2 separate regions of the Rattus norvegicus genome follow, and region 2 is linked to region 1. Evidence: chromatin contacts called from public Hi-C data. All regions are on one chromosome and are shown on one strand. The core of a region is the stretch at or near the end of the contact, and the rest is flanking DNA. Distances in the headings are between cores, read along the strand shown. Region 1 overlaps Arf3 (ADP-ribosylation factor 3). Region 2 holds the start of Wnt1 (Wnt family member 1).

What was found. A called contact is a pair of places that touch in the nucleus more often than the background predicts.
Region 2: a Hi-C map of the A7r5 cell line shows a contact between it and region 1, with 2.8 times the contacts expected there. The contact joins the promoter of Wnt1 here to the enhancer-like site in region 1. A contact is called at or near these places in 2 of 12 Hi-C or Micro-C datasets (the A7r5 cell line and the Rat2 cell line).

The regions. Positions count from the first base shown.
Region 1 is chr7:131,770,338-131,776,448 of GRCr8, reverse strand. All of the region lies in intron 1 of Arf3 (ADP-ribosylation factor 3), which reads left to right. It also overlaps a transcript of Tuba1c not described here. Among named protein-coding and RNA genes, the nearest start is that of Arf3, 18 kb to the left of the region's middle. Within about 2 kb of position 1,843, at least 4 of the 93 cell types and tissues checked have an H3K27ac peak or open chromatin away from gene starts, as enhancers often do. A contact at or near this core is called in the A7r5 cell line, where this site is marked.
Region 2 is chr7:131,814,849-131,820,382 of GRCr8, reverse strand. It overlaps Wnt1 (Wnt family member 1), which reads right to left and starts at 2,825. Exons shown (of 4, transcript NM_001105714.1): 1 at 2,389-2,825; 2 at 1,502-1,755; 3 at 596-861; 4 at 1-180. The coding sequence starts at 2,492. It also overlaps a transcript of Tuba1c not described here.

The sequences.
Region 1 (6,111 bases), core at 594-3,093:
GTGGTGCCAGATCCAACATCTTCCCCTCCGAAGCATTCAGGATACACGCTTGGTCCAGCATTGCGATCACATGGGAGGAGTGTGACAGGGCTTTTGACCATCACACTGCCCTGAAGGTTGAGGCAAAGCACACCAGCCAAGATGGCTGACAGCCAGCTCTAGCGCTAGCTAGCTGCCTTTCCTGGGAACGGGGTGGGGGCGGGGTACACGTGGCCCTCAGATGAGGAGGACCCTTAGTCACTGTGCTTGGCCGGACGCTTGCTGTGCTTCACAGGGACTGAATTCAATTTCAGAGCTCTTAATTATTTTTACCTCTGATGAATAAAAATTTCTGAAAGTAAAATAGGGTATTGAGATGCTCTGTTATGAGATGTTCCTAGGGTTAGGGATTTAGCTCAGTGGTAGAGCGCTTGACTAGCAAGCCCAAGGCCCTGGGTTCAGTCCTCAGCTCCAGGGGAAAAAAAAAGAGAGAGAGAGAGATGTTCCTACAGTCTGTCTTCATCTTGACTCAGTTTCTGTTTTAACTACTACCCTGGTAGATATTTAATGAATAGTCATCTCAGGAGGGACAGTCATGAACTGTACAGAATTTTTAAGCCTCCTTGTAAAGTACCAAAAATCCGAAAGAAAGGGTAGGGTTTAGTATGATTTGGGAGAGGACTTTCCTAGCACCTAGAACTAGGTGTGGTAGTACGAACACATACAGTCTTGGCACGGGGGAAGAGTGGAGACAGGAGGATCACAGGGCATCCCTAGCTGATACTTTGAGGCAGTCTAGGAGCTTCGGTTACATGAAATAGTCTCTTACTCCTAAAAGCCATCCAGGGAAGTCTGTGTGACTCTGAGTAGAGAAGTTTGTAGTAGGATTGCCATTTCTGTAAAGTATGTGGTTAAACATTAGTAAACCAGTGTGATTGCGCACACACACATACACACACACACACACACACACACACACACACACACACACACACACCCTCTGTTGCCCTTGTAAGAAACCACCATTTTTGGGCTGGGGATTTAGCTCAGTGGTAGAGTGCTTGCCTAGGAAGCGCAAGGCCCTGGGTTCGGTCCCCAGCTCTGAAAAAAAAGAACCAAAAAAAAAAAAAAAAAAAAGAAACCACCATGTTAGTGATGCCTCTGCCCTGCCCAGATCTCCTGACATATATAAAGGCAAAAGCCATTTTTTACTGGGTCACAATCTACCAGGTCTCTGGCTTTAAAAAATTAAGTCTGTGGTGATGGTGGACAGGAAGAAGACATAAAAATGAATTTTTAGGGGTCACTGAGCTAGCTCAGCAGGTCAAGGTGCTTGCCACCAAGTGTGAAGGCCTGAGCTTGGTTCCTGGAATCCACATGGTGAGAGGAGAGAAGCAGCTCCCTCGTTGTCTCTGATGTACGTGTGTGTGTGTGTGTGTGTGTGTGTGTGTGTGTGTGTGTGTCTGTGTGTCTGTGTGTGTCTGTGTGCGTGCATGTGTGCGTGCATGTGTTGCCACGTGCATATACACATAAAGTGATGAGAAAGAAAATTGATTTTGAGTGTTCCTACTAGACAAAGCCAAGGTGATTATTACCTGTGTCAGCATCAGGAATCTCTTCCTCGGGAGCTGAGAGGAGAGCATCAGAACTGGCAAACAAAGGAGCTTCTCCTATGTCAGTCCAGTTTGGGAGACATTCTGTTAATGACTTGTTTCTCTAGAACAATGAAGTACACCCCCTTTAAAAATCACATTTACTTGTGTGTGTGTAGGTTCCTCATGCTGCCGCACACGTGAGGTGGTCAGAGCAGAATTTTCAGGAGCTGTGTTTCCTTTGCTGTGGGTCCTGGGAATCTAACTCGGGATCAGGCAACAGGCACCATTCCTGGCTGAGTCATCTTTGCTGGCCCACAAAGAAATCTTCTGTGTGCTAATAATATAACTTAAAAGTGAAACAAACTCCATATTCTATAAAATGATAAAAGGTAGCATTTCAAACTGCATAGCCACTAGAGAGTTATAAAAAGTGTACACACCGGTCTAGAAAGGTGGCAGTGAAGAGCATGTGCTGTTTTTACAGAGGACTAGGGTTTGGGTCTCATCATCCACACGGTGACTTAGAACCATCAGGATCTGATACCCTCCTCCAGCATCATCAGGCATGTACATGGTGTACATACATAATGCAGGCCCCCTGCACACACATTTCTGTTGCCCTCTGTAGCACTTCAGCGCTCTCTGTGACTGGTCTGCTTAGTGCCTCAGTTTCTCCACATCTGTTTCTATCCTTTCGATAATCAGCTTCTTCCTCTTCCTCCCGGCTGCCTCATCTTCGTGTCTCTCAGGGCCTTTGGAAGAGACTGGGCTGGCTTTGGAAAAGCAGGTTTAGTGTAGCTTTGTGACTTTTGTCTGCGGCTTAAAGGTGAGGGATCACCTCCTGCTGGCCTTTATTTAGGGTATGTGGTGACAGTAGGCAGTGAACATGGAGATGAAGTGCGTATGACTTTGGTAAGATGTTCATTCTTGACACATCCTCAAGCCCCAACCCACATTAACTAGAACTCCTGTAGCCCAGACTGGCATCAGACTTGAGAGATGGCCATGGGTAGCCTTGAACTTCTGATCCTCTTGCTTCCCGGTCTTAACTGTTGGGATCACAGGTGTCTATCACCATGCCCAGCTATACAGAACATTGATCAACTAACATTAGTCATAGATACCAATCCCACTGGACAGAATGATACAGGGACATCTCTGGTTGAAGCTCAAGTCAGTATGCATGCCGGATCATCCACAGTGATCTGGTCATGGGAGTGAAGACAGGCCCGAGGAAAGAAAGGATATAGGCCTTGCAGAGGGGATCACGTCTTAACTAGGGAGCTGAGTATGTACCCGATAATAGGAAAGCAAGTCACAGGGTAACGTGTGCTGCATGAGAAGTTCACATCTTTCAGGGACTTTGCAGGGCAGATGATGTACAGCCAGCTTCTCTTTCTCCCGAGGCCATTCTGCTTCCGCCTCATCCTGCTTCTGCCTCATGGTGCTGCACAGAACTGTGTGTCTGTGGCAGGTTAGGGTCAGCTTTGAATTGTAATTTCAGCGTGACAGTTGAGCAAAGCAGAGCAGAGGGTTATTTAGAGGTTCCGAGCAAGGGGTATTGGCTGCTGGTCTCACTGTGATCAGGTAATCAGTGCTAGCTTGGTCATGAAGGACGGTGAGAAGCATGTGATGGAAGTTTAAGGTCTCTGCCGGACCCCAATAAAATCTTCAACTAATACCATCTCACTGATCCCCAGAAACATAGAGACGGTTTTCACTGTGGAGGCCATGGGACTGGAAACCAACTACCATAGGTCGCTGAGGTTGGGATGGCCTGATCTTAGTAGCTGCACAAGTGTCCCTGTCACTCCTCTACCCCTTCCTGCCCTCACCTCAGGAATGTGCAAGAGCCTTAGACCTGACTGGATGAGTTGAGGCCGGAAGGGCAGCAGGGCTGACATTGAGTCCTAAAGTCCACACAAGCCCTGTTGCTGGGGTGTGAGCTTTGTGGGTCAGAGATAGGCTCATCTGGGAGAGCGGGGAGAGGCACACCTGGCTCATTAGTGGAGTCTGGGGATACCTGAAGATGAAACACTGCTACACTCGGTTCTTTTTTATTTTTAGACAGCCTAGAACGTCAGTCCCCAGGGGCTGTTGATCTGACTTCTGTGCACTAGTCTGGAATTCGCTATAGAGGAATAGGGGAAACAAAACAGAACAAAAACAAGCCTGAAGAAGTTTTCAAAAAAGTGACTAAACTTCCACTAGACTTCCAACTTACTTTGTAACTAGGATTCTTTTTTTTCTTTTTTAAGATTTATTTATTTATTTATTTATTATGTATAAGTACATAGTAGCTGTCTTCAGACACACCAGAAGAGGGCATCAGATCCCATTACAGATGGTTGTGAGCCACCATGTGGTTGCTGGGATTTGAACTTAGGACCTCTGGAAGGTCAGTCATTGCTTTAACCACTGAGCCATCTCTCCAGCCCATAACTAGGATTCTTTGCCATGCACCTCTCACTTTCCTGGGTTTAGATGTGCTCTGTCCTGACCTGTCCCTTCGCCTTCTGGGTTTGAGGTGTGTGTGTGTCGCTGGTTTCCAGACTAATAGAGTGCCAACAGCTGGCTTATGATCGCTGAACAACCTGCCCACTGACACGTGCTCCCAAGGCACCCAGAACCATTGCATGATAGTTTCAGGGGTGCATTTCTCGGCCAAGCGCGTAGTGCTCACCTGTACTCCTAGCACTTGGGAAGTGGAGGTAAGACGATCAGAAGTCCAAGTTTATCCTTGGCTACATAGTGAATTTGAGGCCAGCCTGGGCAACTGGGACCCTAACTCAGACATTTCAGGTAATTGGACTCTGGGAAGAGTGCTTGTTCTTGCAGAAGACCTGGGTTCAGTTCTCAGCACTCAACATAGCACCTCACAATCAGTTGTTTTTTTTAAAAACGATTTATTTATTTATGTATTTTATGTATATGAGTGCTCTGTCTGTATGTCTCTCACGCCAGAAGAGGGCATTGGATCCCATTATAAATGGTTGTGAGGGGGCTAGAGAGAGATGGCTCAGCGGTTAAGAGCACTGACTGCTCTGCCAGAGGTCCTGAGTTCAATTCCCAGCAACCACATGGTGGCTCACAACCATCTGTAAAGGGATCCGATGCCCTCTTCTGGTGTGTCTGAAGACAGCGACAATGTACTCATATACATAAAATAAATAAATCTTTAAAAAAAATAAATGGGGGATGGGGATTTAGCTCAGTGGTAGAGCGCTTGCCTAGCAAGTGCAAGGCCCTGGGTTCCGTCCCCAGCTCCGAAAAAAAAAAGAAAAAATAAATAAATAAATGGTTGTGAGCCACTGTGTGGTGCCTGAGGACTGCTCTCTAGAAGAGCAGGCAGTGCTCTTAGCCACTGAGCACCTCTCTAGCCCCCATCACAGCCATTCATACTGCAGTGGAGTCTAATGCCTTCTGTGGGCACAAGGACACACAAGCAAAATCCTCATACCTAAAGTAAGTAGGTATAACAGCAGTGAGACATTTTTAAATGCTTTTTTGTTTGTTTGGGGGGTTGTTGTGAGAGGAGATCTTGCTGTGGAACTGGCTTGGAGCTTTAGATTCTTCTGGTCCCAGATCCTGGTTGAGGGGCTCTCGTAGGTGTGAGCTGTCACATCTGTCTCGCTGTACACTCTGTGGCTGTCCTGCCCTTTGAGAGGGAATGAATGCATAGTGTATGCTGTATGCTTTGTTTGCTGGCCGCAGTGGTGTCCTACCTCCTCTCACAGCTCTCCTCACCCATTTAGCAGGGGTTGCTGGATGTCCGTTGCTGTGAACCATTTGTGAACACTCAGTTTGCTTGAGCTGGAGGTGAGGTTGATAGAGATCTTCAGAGTGAAGTCGACTGTTGATCTGCACCAAGCCTGCTTAGGTTTCAGGGACACAGTGCTGCAAGCTCTCTCGGTTTTACTAAAGGGAACTTGAAGCAACTAAGGGTTTTGAACAGAAGAACCAAAGGGCCTGGTTTGGCCTTTAAAATCACTTTGGCTGTTTTGTGGAGAACGGGCTGAGGGTTAGGGAAGACAGGGCCCAGATGATTACTTTCTTGCAGGTGACCTGACAGGACAGCACTCTCTGGGTGAGCTAGGGAGAGCAAAGCCTTCCCCATCCCTCAGCTCAGGATGCAGTTGAATCAACAGGCCAAGCACAGCAGTTCAGCGTATAAATGACCAGCCTCTCTTAGGAGTCATGCTTGCTGTTTTACTTCCTCAATTACATTGGTGTGGAAGGAAAATGAAATTACAGGGGAGGAAGAACAGTCTCTTTGCTAGAGCAGAGCATAAACGTTGGGAACCTGGCAAGCCTGAGCCTTGTCGGGAGTTACAGGGCCACTCCTCATTCCACTCTCCTGTCCTTCTCAGAAGTCTCAGGCTAAAGTTGGCGAAGGGAGAGGCAAATGGGTTTGCAGTGCTCTGGAGTGTAACAGAACATTATAATGGAAATGACTTTAGAAGTCTCCAACTAGAACCTTCTCAGTTTTTAGGTGCAGATCTGCAGAGATGAGGTAAGCGACCTTCCTAGTCACTGC
Region 2 (5,534 bases), core at 1,576-4,075, 43 kb before region 1:
CCGCGAAGCGCGGTTGTTGCCTCGGTTGCCGTAAAGGACGCGGGAGGCGCCGTCGAAGCGGTCGCGCAGCACGTCGCCCACAGCGCGCAGTGTGGGCAGCCGCATCCAACACGTGCGCACGGTGCAGGAACCGGACATCCCGTGGCATTTGCACTCTTGGCGCATCTCAGAGAACACGGTCTGGGGGAGGAGAAGACGATGGAAAGAGGGAAGGAAAAGGTCAAAGCCAACGTCCCACAAACCACCACCCATACGTCCCCACCCCGACCCCACTCGGGTCATGTGGATGTTGTGGAAACCTCAGCCAAGGTCCAGGCGTGACTAAGCTCAGGAGAGAGGAAGTGCACAATGGCCCGCTGAGATATGGCCAGACTCTGCCACACCAGCTCAAGTGAGCAATGGAGGTGACAATACATCCCACGTGTTGATAGCCCGCTAACCTCTTCTGTTCTGTCACCAGCTCAGGAATCCCTTTGTCCTCAGTCACCACCCCTTGTCTGTCTTCCCTCCTAGAGTCCCACTCCCTCGGGAAGACCCTTCCCTGTGCCTCCGTCCTTGTGGACCGTTACTTCTCTGCCACTGGCTCAGGACGTACCGTGCGCCCTGCCTCGTTATTGTGAAGGTTCATGAGGAAGCGTAGGTCCCGCCCCTTCTCCCCAGAGTCCACGAACTCTCGGCCGAAGAGGCGACCGAAATCGATGTTGTCGCTGCAACCCCCCCAGTGCCAGTCGGGGCCCCCAGGACCGCGCCGCCTGTAGTCGCAGGTGCAGGATTCGATGGAGCCTTCGGAGCAGGAGCGCGCCACAGAATGTGTGACCCCGGCGGAGGTGATTGCGAAGATAAACGCTGTTTCTCGGCAGCCTATGGGTGAAGCGACCCCACACCAGTTGAGAGAACCCGTGGGGCCAAGTCAGCACTCTTTTTGGAAGGCTTGGTACCCTACAGTCCAACTCCCTTCGAGTTCCGACTACCCAGCAGACCCAGGGGGTGAAAAACTGATCTCCAGGTCTCATAGGGAGAGCAGGTGCGTGTGCGCGAACCACGAATAATCTCCTCACCATACTTCACTGAGACTCTAGAGCCTTGGCGGGACAGCTCCAAGAGTAGATCCCAAGTAGAACAACTCCACATAGCTCAGATCGCTCTGCCAGACCAAACTAGTATTGGCAGTGCAAACTTTGCTGGGTGCGAAGCACAACCCTAGCCCTCAGAGACCAGCTTCCCAGGCACTAGAAAGGCTAGAGAAAGTCTGCTGTCGCCCAGCGCCCACGATCCGGAATTCCCTTTCTGTGGGTCAGTGGCTCAGGAACGTTAAAAGATCATGCTCAAAACGCATGGCTGGAAAGAACCCGGTGCTGCCCTGTGTTAGCGCCCGGCACCAGACGACCCGCAGTTTGATCACAGAACCCTGGGACGTCTTCCCTGCATTCGCCCGCCCATGCCCTGGAGCTGACCCTGCTTTTCCCTTAATCCCGGAAGCGTCGCTTTCCTGGGCACCCACCTCGGTTGACGATCTTGCCGAAGAGGTGGGGCCCGGGAGCAGTGGGGCAGTTCCAGCGGCGGTTTCGGAATTGCCACTTGCACTCTCGAACGGCGCTCTGCAGCCCTCCGCTCACGCTGTGCAGGATCCCCGGGTTCTGTCGGATCAGTCGTCGCTGCTTGCGGCTCAGTAGCTGCAGGCTGGGCTCTAGCACCAGCTGTAGACTCTTGGAATCTGTCAGCAGGTTCGTGGAGGAGGCTATGTTCACGATGCCCCTGGTGGGACGCATACGGGTTCAGTACAGGGAAGGGGCCTGCATCTTAACCATACAGGCCGTACCACCCTGCCCTTGCCTGGCCCCATGGCCTAGAGAGAGCAGCAGAGGATCGATTATAGCTTCTTGAGTGTGGTGGAGCTGAGCTCCAGGAGCTCTGAGTCTAGTGAGTGAACAGGAAAGGCATCCTACCCTAGCTCTCCCTCTCTTCTTCAGGTCAGCCTCTGAGGGGAAATCCCACCTGCAGCCTTGCCCGCCTTGATGTACTTAGGAAGTCCACTCCCTTCTCACCTCTTTTCAAAGCTAATATCTAGTTTTTTGGTTCGAGACTTGAGGGACACCTGAGCACCCACCGCAGCGAGGTTAAGACCTGTTGCTCCGCCATAGCGGGGAAGTGTTAAACGGGGATGGTCTCTGAGCCTGGTGTAGCTGGCCTTTTGCATGCAAGTGATTTGCCCCACTCCAGCAGAGCTTCTGTCTTTGGGCTAGTTCTAGGTGAGAGCACCCTGGATATGAAGTCACAGGACAGGAGGGAGTCTGTAGGTTGGTGATCCCCACAGCGTGGGAGCTGGGTAGGGCCCGTTCCTGGCTCTTTGCCCCAGGACAAGTGGCGACCCCGTACCAGCTCACTTACCACCATCGGCCACTACTGTTGGCGCCCAGGGCTGCGGGCAGAGCGGTCAGTGCCAGTAGCAACGTAGCAGAAACCCAGCTGGGCAGCAGCGCCCAGAGCCCCATGGCCTGCCTGGCCTTGCTGGTTCTGTGCTGCGGTTCTGGCGACTTTGGTTGCTCCCCGCGACGGTGGGACTGGACACAGCGGTGAGGGCAGTGGTGAGTATTCTCAGGCTGGCTCTAGAAAGTCTGGAGGCGGGCCGCAGGCAGCATGGTTCGCTGTCCCGGCTGGTGGGCTGAAGCAGCCGCTGCAGGAGGCACCGCCTCTTATAGTTGCGGCGCTGACTGCAGTGAGAAGAGGCTGCCCCTCCGGGCCGCACTAAAGCACCAGGGCGCACTGGTCAGGGCCACAGACAATGAGTAGCGAGCGAAGCTGTGGCTCTAGCCGGTCTGAGCAAAGAGCTGACAGGCTAGCCGTCGGGGCTCACCCCCGCCCCCTGCCTGGTGGCCCCCGCCTCCAGGTCTGCACTGGCCGCCGACCCCTCCCCTTGGGATGGCCTCCCACGCGCGCCGGCCTCACTCTTCTGCGCGTCGGGAGCCCGTAGGGGACCGGCATCCGCCAGGGGGCGCGGAGACAATATGCCGAGGACAACCTGTTTGCAGCCTGGATTGCCCCCCCCCCAACGCGCCTGCCCCCCACGCTGTGGTCCCTTCTCTTCCCTATCCTGAATGGCAGGATGAAAGTTGTGGTTCTAGCCAGCGACTCTGTGGAGACGCTTCCTCACCCAGGAACCCCGACGGCTGGACAGAGAAGGAAAAGAAGGAGACAGAGCATGGGTGGAGTTGTGGTCAGGGATTCCCGGGCGTGGGGTGTAGGGGTAGGCTGAGCAAACCGAGCTGGTGGCAGAGAGAAACTCAGAGGCACGCAGCAGTTTGCCTATGTGGGCTAGGGGAGTGCAAGCATCTGGGAGTCACCCGCGAGATTAAGCGAAAACATACATGTGTTCTGAGGGTGCATGCTCCTGTGTATTGGTGTATCCAGAAACTTGTAAAGAAGGACGTTTTGAGCCCTTTCCAAATAATTGTGTAATTTGGCTCAGGACAGGGAGAGCATGAAGTCATTTTGTTACAGTTACCACTTAAAGCAGTGTATCAGGAAGGAGGTGGGGTCTATGACAGGAGAGGTCCAGAAGGCTGAGGAATTGTGTTTGCAGGTGGGTGCATGAGTGTGTGTGTGTGATTAACCATGTGCACTGGTAGGTGTCATTCTGTCATTCTGGGTACCTTGTGTCACCCTATGGCATGCTGAGTCAACCTGTGCTTGTCCTTAGTGGAGAGAGTCGTGTAGTGAAGATGAGCCAAGTCTTTCTCTGGCAACTAGACTCAGAAAGGATGGGACAGCCTCAGGAAGAAGCTGGCTGGGTTTGGTTTTGTTGTTGTTGTGGGTTTTGTGACTGGATCTTGCCGTATGACTCTACCTAACATAAAGATTTAATACATAGAATCTGTGATGGTCACCTGACTGCTGGGATTACAGGCCTATGCCACTGTACCTGCCCAGCTCAAGATGAACAAAATTGAGGGTATATAGAGAGATGGCTCCGTGGTTAAGAGCACTGGCTGCTGCGGGCTGGAGAGATGGCTCAGCGGTTAAGAGCACCAACTGCTCTTCCAGAAGTCCTGAGTTCAATTCCCAGCAACCATATGGTGGCTCACAGCCATCTGTAAAGAGTTCTGGTGTATCTGAAGACAGCTACAGTGTACTTATATATAATAAATGAATAAATCTTAAAAAAAAAAAGAGCACTGGCTGCTCTTCCAGAGGATCCAGACTCTGTTCTTAGCACCATTTGGTGGCTGTAAGCCACCTGTAACTCCAGTTCCAGGAACCATCTGAACCCCACTGGCACCAAGCATGCATGGGTGCATACACATACACCCAGGCAAAACACTCACACATACAGAAAATACACCTCCTAAAAATATTTTTGAAAAGATTAACAAATTTGTGCCTCCATGTGTTTTCTGATCTTCGTTGGATTTTTTTTCCTCTCCAGGTTTCTACAGTGTCCCCAACATCCTATTGTATCCCCACTCTCACCCAAAGAACCTCAACTCTTCCGTTGTAAATTCTTTCTTCTAGATCCCAACTTGGATTATCAGGCTGCTGTCCTCTATGTGGGACACAGAGGGCGCTGCCAGCCTGGTTATCGTGCACCACTACCACACAGAGACGCACCCCCTCCCCCAGGATCTTACTATTTCCCCTCCATTTTACAGAGGAAACATTGGCCAGGCAATTGCTTCCAAGTCCAAGCTTATAAATGTCTCAATGTTAAAGTTACATCCCCAGGAACCCGGGTAGAGTGTTTGCCTAGCCCTCATAAAGCCCTGGTTTGGATCCCAGCACTGCAAAAGCCAGGAACTGGTGGCACATGGCTGTAACCCCAGTCCTCAGGAAGCAGGAAGATCAGAAGTTCAAGGTTATCCTCTGGAGACACTCTCAAAAAGGTCTTAAGACCTGTGGTGATGCAACCTTTCAATCCCAGCACTAGGGAGGCAGAGGCAGAGGCAGAGGCAGAGGCAGAGGCAGAGGCAGAGGCAGAGGCAGAGGCAGAGGCAGAGGCAGAGGCAGAGGCAGAGGCAGAGGCAGAGGCAGAGGCAGAGGCAGAGGCAGAGGCAGAGGCAGAGGCAGAGGCAGAGGCAGAGGCAGAGGCAGAGGCAGATGGATCTCTGTGAGTTTGAGGTTAGCCTGATCTACATGGCAAGTTCCAGTGTGGCCAGGACTACATAGAGAGTCCCTGACTAAGAGGAAGAGGGAGTAGGTAAAGGTACTTGCTGCCAAGCCTGAGGATCCTGGTCCCTGAGCCCTACTGGATGGAGGAGAGAAGACTGACCTCTGACCTCCATAGGCACACAGTGTTCAATGCATGCAGACATAGGGGAAAAGTAAATAAGAAAAAAATTTAAATGTAGACTGGACAGATAGATGGTTCGTTTGTTAAGAGGACTTGCTGCTCTTCCAGAGATCCTGAGTTCAAATCCCAGGACCCAGGTCAGTCAGCTTATAAATGCCTGTAACTCCTGCTCCAACTTCCTCCAGGAGCATTTACATGCAAATGTGAATACACACATACATAAATTAAAAGCTATAAAGTAAACGTTTAA